3 separate regions of the Sus scrofa genome follow, and all the other regions are linked to region 3. Evidence: chromatin contacts called from public HiChIP or PLAC-seq data. All regions are on one chromosome and are shown on one strand. The core of a region is the stretch at or near the end of the contact, and the rest is flanking DNA. Distances in the headings are between cores, read along the strand shown. Region 1 has its middle 100 kb from the start of ARRDC3. Region 2 has its middle 62 kb from the start of ARRDC3. Region 3 overlaps ADGRV1 (G-protein coupled receptor 98).

Region 1 (4,758 bases), core at 465-2,964, 130 kb after region 3:
TGTTTCTGCTAATGAAGCTATAGTTAAAGAAAAGGAAGAGGAGTTCCTGACTTGGCACATTGGGTTAAGAATCCTACTGTAGCGGCTTGAGTCACTGGAAAGGTACTGACTCATTCCCTGGCCTGGTGAAATGGGTTGAAGGACCTGGTGTTGCTGCAGCTATAGCATAGGTTGAAGCTGTGGCTCAAATCAGTCCCTGGCCTAGAAACTTCCATATGCTATGGGTGCGGCTATAGAAGGAAGGAAGGGAAAGGAAGGAAGAAATGGGTGTCAGGTACCTGTGATAACTTTAGGTTGACAGTGTAATTAAGATTAGCAACTGGAGACAAAGAAAACCCCAGCTAGAGATTTCTGTACTTTAGTAAATTCTCCCTCCTACACTCCTAACAGCACTGCCAGTAATACTGCAAGGTAGTTTGCTCACACACCCTGCTTAGCCAAGAATGGGTGGCTTGAAGCAACCAGGAAGACAGGTTTAAATTGGCAACCTCATTTTCCTGTTTTGACCCTGTGACTGGAGCATCCTCACAGGATTTGGGTCAGTGAATCAGCAGGTATTTATCCAGTGCTTACTCTGTGTCCAGATACTGTTAACTCAGCAGGGTAACACAGGCGAAGGCAAAAAGAGACAAGAAAATGAAAAGGGGAAAGAACAAAAGCTGAGAATAAAAAAAAAATTACATTGCACTGAAGAAACATTTAGTACCACTAAAACTAGGAGATAATTATATTGACAAATATATAAAGAATCAACCACAGCTATAATCTATGGATTTAAACCAAATGTATCTATCAAACATATGCCAAAAATACTGAGTAAATATGTAAAGTGTTTTGTTTGTTATTTCCCAGTGAGAACTACAGGAACTGCATAGCTATTTATTTTGACGATAGAAAATTCCATACATCACTCCTTCACTAAAAGTTCTCATCCCTCTCAAAATGAAAGTTATTTAAAAACACTGAAAACCTCAAATTTGAGTACATTCAATCATTATTAGATAATGTCTTGAATTATAGTGACTACTAAACGCACTCTAATGATGAAAAGAAGATGGTGTCAAGGCCTATGTCAAAGAAAAATCAGTCGCTCTAACAATCTCATTTTCCCATTCAGAGGGGATCTCACCTGCTGTCCTGGCTGCTTTCATATCCTTGACCTTGAAATGTCCTCTCTGGCCTCGCATTCCGATTTCTGGTCCTAAACCAGGCCATGTGCACATATCCGTAGAAATGTCATTGCCTTGAATATTTTATTTTATGTGTGCATCAAGTCCTCTTAACCATGAACCCTTGACATATAAACCCACTATGGTTTAGCACCATCAGACATATCAGTGAAGTTACTGAGATCGAGTTGCTTTCACATCCTCTGCCCTCTTAGCAGGGACCACATCGCCTATGTCACAGAGGACTGCAGCAAACATATGTGTCAGCACCCTATGACTCATTTCCCTTTTCTTCTCATCTCAGAAGTTTAAGCTCCTGCACTAAAAGTTAATTCTTCTTGTTTCAAAGGCAAATCCCTTGCTCTCTCTTGCAATATTTTGTTTCATAACTTATTTCCTCAAAAACTGTATCTCAATAACATGTTCCTTGCTCCTGTAAAAGAGATTTAGTCAAATAAATAAATAAATAATTCTCCCTCAACTTTGCACCCACTTCACAGCTAGCACTCCTGTCCTTCTACCATTCTCCTTTCTTTCACAGCCCAGCTCCACAAAAGAAGGCCTTCATTCTCTGGCTGCATTTCTTTTTTTTTTTTTAATTGAAGTATAGTTGAATTACAATGTTGCATTAGTTTCAGATGTACAGCAAAGCGGCTCAGTTATGTACGCAACACACACACACACACACACACACACACACACACACACACACACACACACACATACACAATGTTCTTTTCCAGATTCTCCTCCATTGTAAGTTTTTACAAGATAGTGAATATAATAGTTCCCTATGCTATACAGTAATCCTTTCTGGTAATGTATTTTATATATAGTGGTGTGTATCTGTTAATTCCAAACTTCTAAATGATACCTCTACCCACTTTCCCTTTGGTAACTGTAAGTTTGTTTTCTGTGTCTGTGAGTCTGTTTCTGAGTTTGGCTCCATTTCTTTTCTTTCTTTTGATTTTTGTTTTTTTGGCTGTGCTCATGGCATGCAGAAGTTCCCCGGCCTGGTATCGAACCTGTGCCACAGAAGTGACCCAAGCCACATCAGTGGCAACACTGGATCCTCATCTACAAGCCACCAGGTAACTCCAGATTCATTTCTTTATATCCCAATTTCTCTTCAATCTCCATCTAGCTTACTTATGGCTCAGTTTCTCATATTTCCCTGGTAAAATTCATCAAAGATTTTCCTATTTCCAAATCATTTAATTTTCATCCTCACCATAATCAAATGATTTCCTATGTTTCTGTGATAGGAAGTCCACCACTTCTATCTTGAAACTCTCCACTTGCTTGTCTCCAGAGACAATTTCTCTGACTTCTCTGACTATATATATAGTCTTTTGTCTTTTGAAGGCTGCACCTGTGGCATATGGAGGTTCCCAGGCTAGGGGTTGAATTGGAGCTGTTGCTGCCAGCCTACGCCAGAGCCACAGCAGTGCAAGATCCGAGCTGTGTATGCGACCTACACCACAGCTCACGGCAATACTGAATCCTTAACCCACTGAGCAAGGCCAGGGATAGAACCTGAAACCTCATGGTTCCTAGTTGGATTAGTTTCTGCTGCACCACGATGGGAACTCCTTATCTTCTTTACCGGTGCCTGCTATTTAAATATTGGCATTTTTGTTTCTCTACATTTCCTAGGAAATGGTACATGCTGATAACTCCTGGATCTGTATATCCTTACTTGCCTTTTATGTATCCATTCACTGTTCTTCCCCACATATCCAGTTGCCTATTCTTTATTGAGCTCCATCCTGCAGTTGCTGATAAACTCAACATGTCCAAGCAGAGATCATCTATCTCTCAAAATTTCATTCTCAGTCTATTTTCTTTATTTTAACAAATGGCAGAGCTATTTCTATGCCAAATGGGGTAGAATATTTCTTGCCATCTGTATCTTTATCTAATCTGTTCCCTCTGCTACAATTCCACTTTCATCCCACATGTCTGGCTAGGAAAGCTTACTCATCTTCAAGTTTGAGAATCACCTCTGTCATGAACCCTTAACCAGCCTAGCCCAGTAAAAGTAACTACTGCCTCCTAACCCTTCAAGAGATGTCTAGGATAGTAAAGACAGTACTAAATCATGAATGAGAAGCATGTTCCATGGAGAAGGAAGAGCACAGGACAAGCCTTAAGATAAGGAGGGATTTGGGGATTTTGAAGGACCACAAGAACTCTGTGTGGCTGGAGTCAAATGGTTAGGTGCTGGAGAAACAGCTGAAGAAGGTGGAGTCCTAATCAAACAGGGCTTTGTAGGTTTTAGTAAAGATTTTTGCATTTTTTTCTAACTACAAATGCTGCAAGTGACAGGATTCAAGTTAAGTTTTAAAGTGATCTCTACAGCTTCAGTGTGAATAGATTGCAGGGAAGCAGGATTATTAAAAAGCACTATTGTGATTCAGAAATACCACTCGTTGGTATATATTAGGACAAAACTACAACTCAAAAAGATACATGCACCCCTATGTTCATAGCAGCACTATTCACACTAGCCAAGACATGAAAACAACCTAAACGTCCATCTGCAGATGAATGGATTAAGAAGATGTGATACATATATACAATGGAATACTACTCAGCCATAAAAAGAACAAAATAATGCCATTTGCAACAGCATGAATGCAGTTGGAGATTCTCATACTAAGTGAAGTAGGTTGGAAAGAGAAAGACATACCATATATCACATTATTTATATGTAGAATCTAAAATATGGCACAAATGAACCTAGCTATGAAACAGAAACAGACTTACAGACATAGAGGACAGAATTATGGTTGCCAAGGGGGAGGAGGGAGGGAGTGCGATGGACTTGGATTTTGGTGTTAGTAGATGCAAACTATTACACTTAGAATGGGTAAGTGATGACATGCTGCTGTATAGCACAGTGAACTATATCCAGTCTCTTGGGATAGACTGGGCTGGAAGATAATATAAGAGAGGGAATGTACATATATGTATGACTAGGTCACTTTGCTGTATAGCAGAAATTGGTACAACATTGTAAAGCAACTTACTCTAATAAACTTTTTTTTTTTAATAAACAGAGTCATTACAAGGATCCAGAAGAAAAACAATGGTCCTTAGCCTGGGGTGGTAGGTGGAATGATAGAGAACAGAGTTAACATTTTTGACGAATTCTCTCTTTTAAGCAAACAAATGAGACTATGTTGCTTGATTAAACTAATAATCTGTTTCAGGATGTTCCATGGTCATTACTGGCTGCATCCTGTGACCATCTGGAGATCAGAATGACCAGCCAAGCCCTGTGTCTTCACACACACACACACAAACACACACAAACAACTTTACAAAATTCATTGGCATGTTCCTCAAAGTTTGCTGTGTTCTTTGAACTCTCCTGACCTTGAGAAAATGCTTTGCCCACAGAAAACTTTTCAGTCAATGGAGCTTGGACTCTTCTTAAAGGTCACATGGTCTCTTATGTTAAAAATGCTATTTTGTGCATTTCTATTTACTTTGTTGGATCCAGATTCTACTTTTCTCTCATAAGGTAAGCAAAGAATAAAGGGAGTTCAATGAAGAAAATGAGTTTTAGGGACCAAAATATCTG
Region 2 (4,962 bases), core at 1,586-4,085, 170 kb after region 3:
GCCATTGTCATGGCAGTTGTCAAGGGTCATGATGCTGATGGGTGTGTTATACAGCATGCCAATGTATTACAATGAGTATATCATAACGTTCAAGGTCAACTGGAGGTCAGGTCTTCCACCATCTTGGGCCTAGTTGGTTCTAATTGGTTCTGGTGGACTCTTGTTTCTCATTTCTTCTTTATTTCATTTTTAAAAATTTAAAGTATAGTTGATTTACTTATCATATAGAAATGTGCAAATTTTGTGCTGTATAGCAAAGTGACTCAGTCATACATACATATACATTCTTTTTTTTTTCATTCTTTTTTGATATTATTTTCCATCATAGTCTATCCCAGGGGATTGGATACAGTTCCCTGTGCTATATAGTAGGACTTCGTTGATTATCCATTGTAAATGTAATTCATTTTTTGTTTCTGGTGGTTTCCTTTAAGACAAAGATAACAGTGTTCCACAGTTTGCCTGTTCCCTCAAAGAAGAGGACGAGTTAGAGCTGGAGGTTAACAGCCATGGTAACAGCATGTAGTTTTGTTTCTCTAACCCTGAACTTAGCCTAGTCCTATTTCTGCTGCCAGTGGAAAACTGCATTTTGCTAATTCGAAGTTCATTTTCTTTTGAGTAATTCTCACTTAACTCAGGATTACTCTTTATCTTTTCCCACCCCTTTTCTGGGGATGAGATATTGAAGAGAGGCATGTATATCATCCTGACATCTGGTGGTAATGGAGCCCTAGGTCTGCCATCATCTTCTATCCCTGCTGGCCTTGATTGAAGTAGAACCCAGTTGGCTTGGCCCTGATGGCCTCTGCTGCTGGTGCTCACAGTCCAAGATATAGAAGATGTCATCCCAGTATTTGGTATCCTCCTCATCCCACCCTAGGTTTCTTTGGGTCTTGTGGCTATTCTCAGCTGTCCCAGTGCTCTTCCAGAGAACCATGGGCTCTGGTGGGTCCTCCCCTGCCCTGGGTGAGGTGAGACCTCCCCTCAGTTATAACTACCCAGATCCTCCCTCATCCACTGTGCTCTGTTTCCTTGCTGGACATGACATTCCTCTGAAATATCTGGAGTCTCCTCTAGCCACACTCTAAGAATAGAGGCAAAAATCTCCCACATTCTCCATCCTCAGGCTTCCTACATCTTTATGGGACTCCTATTGCCCCCTCCCAGGGCCCAGGCACCAACCAGGTCTCCCTTTGCATGTCTGACTCCTTCCAGCTGGAAAAACATTTATCTCTTATCTTAATGTAAAGAAATTTCACAATTTTATCCACTTTTTAACAAAAGATTTGTTAAAGATTTTAAAAAAGATTTTTGGGGGAGGGCCACATTCGTGTCATATGGAAGTTTCCAGGCCAGGGATCGAATCCAAGCCACATTTGCAACCTATGCCATGTCTACAGCAATGTTAGATCCTTAACCTGATGGGTCACAGCAGGAATTCCCATTTTACCCACTCTCTGTCTTAGGATAGAAACTCTAGGGCTCTGGCTCCTTCAGGCTTTAGGTCTTATGGGGCTTAAAAGGCTCTTTATGTTCTTGAAGTGTTTGCTTTCAAGATGATTCTATCTACCTTAGTGTTTAGAAAAGTTATAGAGGACTTTAATTTAACCCTTTTACTCTAGTCTTTCTCCTCCCTCTTTCTGAGGCAGTATATTCCCCTAAACTACAGGTTGATGTAGGCAAACAAGAAAAATGCAAAAAACAAACCCTTAAAATTAAAATAGTAAATCATAATATTTCTGTACAGGGATATGTGTATTGTGTGAATAGTAATATTTTATAATTGTCTTCTATGACAGCAGTGTCTTAACCTCAACTTTCCCTGGAAATATGTGTCTTTTGTCATTTTTCAATGATATTCAGGATATATTACCTGTTACTAAAATGAAGGATGCTACGCTTTTATGATTTGAAATTTCACTTTCCTTAGCAGAAAACCAATTAAAATGTGTGAAAAGCATTATCTTCCTGTGTGTGAACAACTAATCAGCCTACCATTTTGCACATACATCCTAATTGCCTTTTGTGCCAAGAGCCATGCAAAAGTGAACCATAAAATTTTAGCCATTGGGAAGTTTCATTCCAGTTTCCTTTAAGTCATTGACATTTTCAGCTGAATCATGTTACCACAGTTGCACTCCCATGTTCCTTCCTGGCTGGTTAAATTTGGACTGATGCTGGATTCTGCTGGGCACTGAAAGACAAGTACCTGAATCCTGGCTGCGTGAGTTGTATCTGAGAACCAAATGTTCATTGTACCAGTGGCTATACCTCTGCTGCATGGCCCCAGTCCTGGACGCCACACCAGGAAGCTCTCCTCTGAGGTCATGCAGAGCCAGAGCATGGGGTAAGCCTGAGAGGGTTGGGAGGAAGACACATAGCACCTGCCCCTCCTCCAACTGCTGTCTGTGCACATGTTTGCTCAAAGAGAAGAGTGAGAGCTCATTTTTTGTAAAAAATAAAACAAAACCAAAAAAGCACAGATTTATAGAAACAAAAATATTTATACATAGTATATATATAGTACATATATAGTGTGTGTGTTTGTGTGTGTGTGTGTGTGTGTGTGTGTGTAGTGTGTGTTCAGAGCAAAATTCAGAAAAATACCAAGAGAGTGAGGCCACAGAAGGACAGCAGGTGGACTTTTATTTTTAATACTTTCAGTTCATACATCTCTGTGCTCTTCTGATTTTTTTCACCATAAGTACAGCCTACATTTTAATTGTCTATATACAGTTTATGAAAGCATATCAGTGCCAGCAGTATAAGGGAACAGGTCATGCCAGGAGAGGTCACGTGGGGAAGTGTTCCCTTCCTTGGAATGCAGAGTCCACTCCAAGAAGCACTGTTGTAGAAGCAGTTAGTTATGCAAAAGGAGCAAGAGAGAAACATGAGCGCTTTACTCCGAGTAATGATGAAATGAGTTTCCGGGAGAAGCTTTCAGGTACATGGTGGAAAGATGAGTTGAAATCTATGGGCTATAGCCTGATTCTTCTCCAGTACGCAACTCCCAAAACTGAGATAATAGACTCAGCACGTAAGTCACATCTTGGTTTTGTCTCAACAGCGTCTTTGCCCAGTCACCCAGAAACTCAGCATATTAATGAAATGAAGGATGTGTGGCAAGCCCAATTCCGCAGTTGGGACACAGCCCTGCCACACCTCCTGGTGACATGTGCCACTCCTGGAACACTGGGCCACTCCACCCTCTAACTTCTGGCTGAACTGGGGGTGTCCTGGATCCAGCTGAGAAGAGGCTTTAGTCCTGGTTTTCACACTTGAACTTTTGGTTCAGGAGCAAAAGCCAAAAAATGCAACCTACCCTGGGCAACAGCCAGTGTGTTGTTGCTGCCAGGCAATTCCTGGCTCCCTAGACCACCACCTCCCACTTTCTGGACCAAGAGGATACACCAGAGACCAATCTCCTGTGATTCAGGCCTTGCTGACAAATCACTGATCCAGCCGGTTTGCTTCCTTTGCTTGAGTTACTACCTGCTAATGAATTGCACATTTTGCAAAGTGTATTAATACTCTTAACACGGGCAAGATATGGAGGAAATTCATATAGCGTTTATTTTAAAAAGATGGCCTTTAGGGCTAGAAGAGTTTTAGGGAAGGTGGTATTTTATTTTTACTACTATATCTGCTCTAACAGATTTAAAACTTCATGTAAGTTGTGATTGATGTGATTCATCATATTATCATCATAATTCTAGCATGGTAGTTATTTTACAGAGGTATTAAATACATGGAATTTAAAATGCTGTGATCAGGCCACAGCTGTATGGGAAGATAATTCTTAATTATGCCGGTTGACTGTGACTTGAATAAACTAAATAAACATAGCTGTGGTACCTATTAATACAATGTGGTATAGTAAAGATGAGAAAAATCTAAGAATATTGAAAGAATATGCAGTGAAGGATTCTGCAATTATAATACTGACAGTTTCTCAAAGTTTTGCTTCTGGATCTGGCAATAAGACAGAATTCGCGTTTTATTTCCATATGATGTCTTCATGCCACTTTGTATTTAATTGGCACCATTACTTTTAAAAATTACTTCACACTGTCATTTTATTTTAGCTACATTTTGAAAATTGAGTCACAAAACTTTGGCTAAAGTTTACCAAATAAATGCTCAATAGAGACAAATTCCAGTCATCTCCTGACTCCAAACTAAATATGATGCATTTTATTTGACCCACCTGTCTCCAAGGCTGTCATTTCCAGACAATTATGTTTTATTACTGCTTTTCTTAATGCTGTTTTGAAATGTTATGTTTTTTCTTTCCTCCTCATTTACCTATTATCACTGAGCCATCTATACCATACCAGAAACGCTCAGCAGAGGTTGGAAAAACACATAGAAACTGGAGTTCCCATCGTGGCTCAGTGGAAACGAATATGACTAGTATCCATGAGGATGCAGGTTCAATCCCTGGCCTCACTTAGTGGGTTAAGGATCCAGCATTGCTGTGAGCTATGGTGTAGGTCACAGACCCAGCTCGGATCTGGTGTTGTTGTGGCTGTGGTGTAGGCCAGCTGCTGCAGCTCCAATTTGAACCCTATCCTGGGAACCTCCATATGCAGCCAGTGTGGTCCTAAAAAAAGCAAAACAAAACAAAAAACGCATAGAAACATGGGTAGTTTAACAGCTTCAGTACTAGCAAAAGTTCTTATAGGTGTTTGGAGTAGTAAAATGTAAGAAAACAAATTCTTGTTTTCAATTACATTGACTTTGTCTTAACAAGGAGAGCACAGAGTTCAGACTTTAAATCTGGAAATGGAAGATGTTAATTATCTTTTTATACCTTTCCAGTTTCATCAGTTTATATTTTAGATCTGAAAATTTGCTGTATCTTTTTACTAACTATAAGAGGTTTGGCTTCTTTATGAGCACACTGACTGCAAGAATGATGAATACTGTTGAGTAAAGAAAACTGAATTCCCTCTCCTTTTA
Region 3 (4,409 bases), core at 933-3,432:
TGGTGTGGCTTTGGCAGGGCATCTGTGCAAGGGAAGGATGACAACAGTGGGTGACTGGTTACAACCCAGTAGAGTTGATCAAATAGGTAAATATTTTAGGAATAATGGAAATGCATTTCTTAATAAAAGAGAAGGGAGTTACAGGTACAGAAAGAGAGAAAGTTACACTTAACCCAGTGGCATTGCATTGGAGTTGCGAGTATTGGTGTGAACAAATGATTTTCATTCTACGGAGATCGAGAATTACATGTGTAAATGTTTGTGTGCACATGTGTACAGCTATGTCTTCTCTAGCTCTGTCCATTCAGAAAACTTAGGAGCAGCAGCACCCCAAGAACAGTGACCATACCCAGCAGCCCCAGATCTTGGCTTTTAACACCATTCTATCCTAAAGGATACCAAAACCAGGGCAGGGAAAGTACAAGATGAGATTGAAACATCTCGTTGGGCCAGAAAGCAAGAAAGTGCTCATAGAATGATGAGGATGTAACAGAAGTGACAGAAACCTTCTTGAAGGGGCTTCTACTAATCAGACTTAGGATATCATGTACATCAAAATAGATGTAGTGGAGTTCCTGCTATGGCACAATGGGAACTATGGTGTCTCTGCAGCAGCAGGGATGTGGGTTCGATTCCTGGCCCAGTGCAGTGGGTTAAGTATCCAGCATTGCCACAGCTGTGGCGTAGGTTGCAAATCCAGCTCAGATTTGATCCCTGGCCCTTTGGAACTCCATAAGCCACAGGACAGCCAAAAAACAAAAAAACAAAATAAATAGTGGTAATAGATAACCCATTATACAGTAAGAGTCTCTGAGTCTTATTATAGAAATAAATGAATAAGTCAAATATTTGATAAGTGAAAGGATGTTTACCTAGTTTCAAAGTAATGCCATACAAGGTACATATTCATTACAATGGTAAAAGACTGACTTTGCAGTGGAGAATTCATACAGCCACTACCTTAATCAAAATGACCAAAAATGAATATCCCTGGTAATGGGGCAAATTGAATTCTTGTGCCAACCACTAGAAAGATGTAAAAAGAATGAACTCGGCATCATTTCTGTGATTTCTGGCAAAATTTGTCATGTAAAGCATGAGAAAAGATCAAACTCAAATTTAAGGATATTCTACAAGACAAACTGGCTGGTAACCTTCAAAAATGCCAGAGTCATGAAAGCCAAGGACACTCAAAGGAAGTGTTTTGGATTAAAGCAGACTGTAGAGAATGCCAACTGGATTCTTCTACAGAGGAAATCATTGGAATGATTGACAGATCATGAATAGGATCTGAGGATGGTCATAACATGTGTTTATTTTCTGATTTGATGGTTGTATTGTGTTTATGTGGGAGAATATCTTAGTAGAAAATGCATATTACAATGTTTAAAGGGTATGGGGGATCAGGTTGGCAACTTTCAAATGGTTCAGGAAAAAAAAATAACTTTGTTGTCATACATGCAACTCTTCTGCAAGTTTGAGATTGTTTCAAAATAAAATGTTAAATTTGATAAAGTTGTAAATAACTTCAAATTTCCACAGGGCATGTATATTTTAGGCATTAATCGATAATGGAGAGTGTGTAGGGACCTTGAAGTTTGTCATAAGAGTTAGTGATTCCATCCTGATGTCTTTCTGTAGCTTGAAAATGTGTTTATTTGTAGCTACTAAGATCTAATTCACTCTCCAGATATTATGTAGCTTGCCATTTAAATAACCCCTCTTTAAAATTTTTGCTGTGAATCCCAAATATCAAAAGGAAGTAGAAAGGGTAACGAAGTCTTTTGGCCCTGAAGAAATCTGTTCTGGAAACTGTTACAACAAATTGCATGATAAAATAAGGCATAGAAGAGGCTTGGTGTTGACAGTAGTAATCCGTTACTTCATCTTTGCTCTTAACCGTAGCTGTAAAATTTGGTGTCTACTCAGGAAAAAAAAAAAGAGATAAATACATATTTTTCCATTATATACAAACCCGTTTTGTCATTAATGTTTTAAAATGTTGAACTGGACTACAGTAATGTTGGGAACACACTGTGCCTACTGTTTTCTAGTAGAGATCTTCTATTAAGGAGATTTATATCCTCAGTTTTCCCCAGGATTGAAATGTGATTGCCATCTCTGCAGTTGTTCATGGCACTTCCTGAACTGTCCAGCAGGTGGTAGTCTAGGAGAGGAACAGTTCTCATCCTTCTCCATCCCCCTACCTACCAGCAAAACAGAAGGAATGTGGACTCAGCAATGCGCCTTCTGTTCTCTGGCGTAAGAATGGGATTTCCAAGGTTGTTCTTTCAAAATGGGTACTTAGGTGCAGAAAGTATCTCCAGAAAGGAGCTAAAAATAATTTTTTGTATCTGTATGATTATGCAGTATTCTGAAGTTCAAAAAATCTTTTTTTCTTCCTTCTTTTTTTAAATGGTGTCTAGAAATTCCACTGGTTTTGTATCTCTTTGCCCTCATTTCGATGACATGGCTTTGGGGAGGCCTGCACATGGCTTACAGACACTTCTGGATGCTGGTCCTCTTTGTCATTTTCAACAGTCTGCAGGTAAGCCTTACTGTTTGGTTACAGCACATGTGTATCCTAATGAACACAAGGCATGGAGTTTCAACGTAAAGGAATCAAGCGTCTACATGTAGGTGAATTCTCACTTTCAAAAACAGTGTACAGCGTTGTGGAATAAAAGGATAAAGATTATGTTAAAAGTTGTTAATGCTTGAAATATGGCTGTGCTTCTACCTTACTGGTTATACAGATAGGGAAGACATAAAATATTTATTCTCCTTCATTTTGACAACACCTAAGTAACTACAAAAACATGTTTCTTTTTCAACAGAATTGATGTTTATAAACTTTGCAGATGGCAACCATCCAGGGCATATGCACATATTTGGACTGGGACTGTGTCTAGAAATTAGATCAGCTCCAGAGGAGAAAAATAACAATGATGGTCAAGCAATTCCTTAAGTCTGGTGCTTAGTGTTTTGGTTCACTGAAAAATGATTGACACCCTTCAAGTCTGGCAATGCCTAGTTTAAAATAGCTTTGTGAGCATGTTTGGGTAGCATAACTAGGAATTATATAACTGTAGCAAAAATTAAAGCTGACTTTTTTAGTCCTTTTGTTAAATGGAAAAAACTTGCACCCTGAAATTAGCACATGGAACAAATGAACTCACTTTTCTTATTTTCCAGAGTGAAAAGAGCTGTCCTAGACTAAAACAATTTCCTGACTTTGCCAAAGGTATCCCTAAACAGCCCTGGTTTGGACCACCATCTTGCAAGAAACCTCTGTATAAAAACATATGAGGGCTATAGCTCATAACTGAAATACGACTCAAAACACATTTAACTTTGCTTCTTAGGAGACAGAGTCATTAATGAGATTGTATCTAACAGCATAGTGCCTAATCAAGGCATAATATCAATTTTGGGAGGCAAAGAAAGAAGCTTAAAAGTTTGAAATCAAGTTGTTATAAGTTGATATAGAGACATCTCTCAATAATGAGTTATGTTTGGGTCCCTGCTCCTAGGGCAGTGTGCCAGTGCTGCCATGACTACAGGATGAAGATGACAGCCCTGCCCCTCTAGGAGCTGATGCTTCAAAGAGCAAGCAAACAAGTAGCTTGGGTACACTGTGGCAGTGTAAGGGTACACTGTGGCAGGCGCTGGTAAGGAAAGTATTAAGTGAGCAGAGTGAAGAACCTGTTTACTCCTGCCTGTCCTGGTATTTGAGCTGAGCCCCAAAAGTGAACCATTCAGCTCTGAGGCCTGTCTTGGTCAACTTTGAATCTCTAGGCCTAGTGGAACTAACACCAAAGTCTCCACTGACATCCTACAGATGGATTTTATTTGGTGGACACGCAGTGGTACACAGAACAGGGTTTTAAAATATCTGCCGATTTAGGGCTGCACCTGTGGCATATGGAAGTTCCCAGGCTAGGGGTCCAATTGGAGCTGCAGCTGCTGGCCTATGCCACAGCCACAGCAACACTGAATCTGAACTATGTCTGTGACCTATGCCACAGCTCATGGAAACACCAGATCTGTAACCCACTGAGCAGGGCCAGGATTCAAACCCATGTCCTCAGGGAAGCAAGTTGGATTTGTTACCCCTGAGCCACAACAGGAATGCCTCTTTTTTCACATCTTAATAATTGTGACCTAAAAACTGATACTAGGAAGTATACTATTTTGTTCATGCATTTTAGAAAAATTGTGAAAGAAGTGGTTAGTTTGATAAGGCAGTCATCATTAGGGCATGATATTGGTATAAAAAAACTAGAAAAGAAAATAAAATCAGTAACCCGATGTAGACTCAAATGTAGTTATAAACTTAAGTGTATATAATTTTATCTGGTACCAAACATTAATGAATCAAGGCTTTTGTTTTGTTTTTTTGTTTTGTT

What was found. HiChIP or PLAC-seq counts read pairs in DNA pulled down with a chosen protein or histone mark.
Region 1: a contact with region 3 is called in an H3K27ac HiChIP or PLAC-seq map of alveolar macrophages. The contact joins two enhancer-like sites. A contact is called at or near these places in 2 of 47 Hi-C or Micro-C datasets (embryonic fibroblasts and liver) and 1 of 2 datasets of contacts at active chromatin or transcription factors (alveolar macrophages).
Region 2: a contact with region 3 is called in an H3K27ac HiChIP or PLAC-seq map of alveolar macrophages. The contact joins two enhancer-like sites. A contact is called at or near these places in 7 of 47 Hi-C or Micro-C datasets (embryonic fibroblasts, fetal heart ventricle, fibroblasts and 3 more) and 2 of 2 datasets of contacts at active chromatin or transcription factors (alveolar macrophages and skeletal muscle).

What each region holds. Positions count from the first base shown.
Region 1 is chr2:98,339,712-98,344,469 of Sscrofa11.1, forward strand. No RefSeq gene overlaps it. Among named protein-coding and RNA genes, the nearest start is that of ARRDC3, 100 kb to the right of the region's middle. Within about 2 kb of position 1,715, at least 14 of the 83 cell types and tissues checked have an H3K27ac peak or open chromatin away from gene starts, as enhancers often do. A contact at or near this core is called in alveolar macrophages, where this site is marked.
Region 2 is chr2:98,380,261-98,385,222 of Sscrofa11.1, forward strand. No RefSeq gene overlaps it. Among named protein-coding and RNA genes, the nearest start is that of ARRDC3, 62 kb to the right of the region's middle. Within about 2 kb of position 2,836, at least 15 of the 83 cell types and tissues checked have an H3K27ac peak or open chromatin away from gene starts, as enhancers often do. A contact at or near this core is called in alveolar macrophages, where this site is marked.
Region 3 is chr2:98,211,094-98,215,502 of Sscrofa11.1, forward strand. It overlaps ADGRV1 (G-protein coupled receptor 98), which reads left to right. Exons shown (of 91, transcript XM_021085372.1): 88 at 2,427-2,548. Among named protein-coding and RNA genes, the nearest start is that of ARRDC3, 230 kb to the right of the region's middle. Within about 2 kb of position 2,183, at least 8 of the 83 cell types and tissues checked have an H3K27ac peak or open chromatin away from gene starts, as enhancers often do. A contact at or near this core is called in alveolar macrophages, where this site is marked.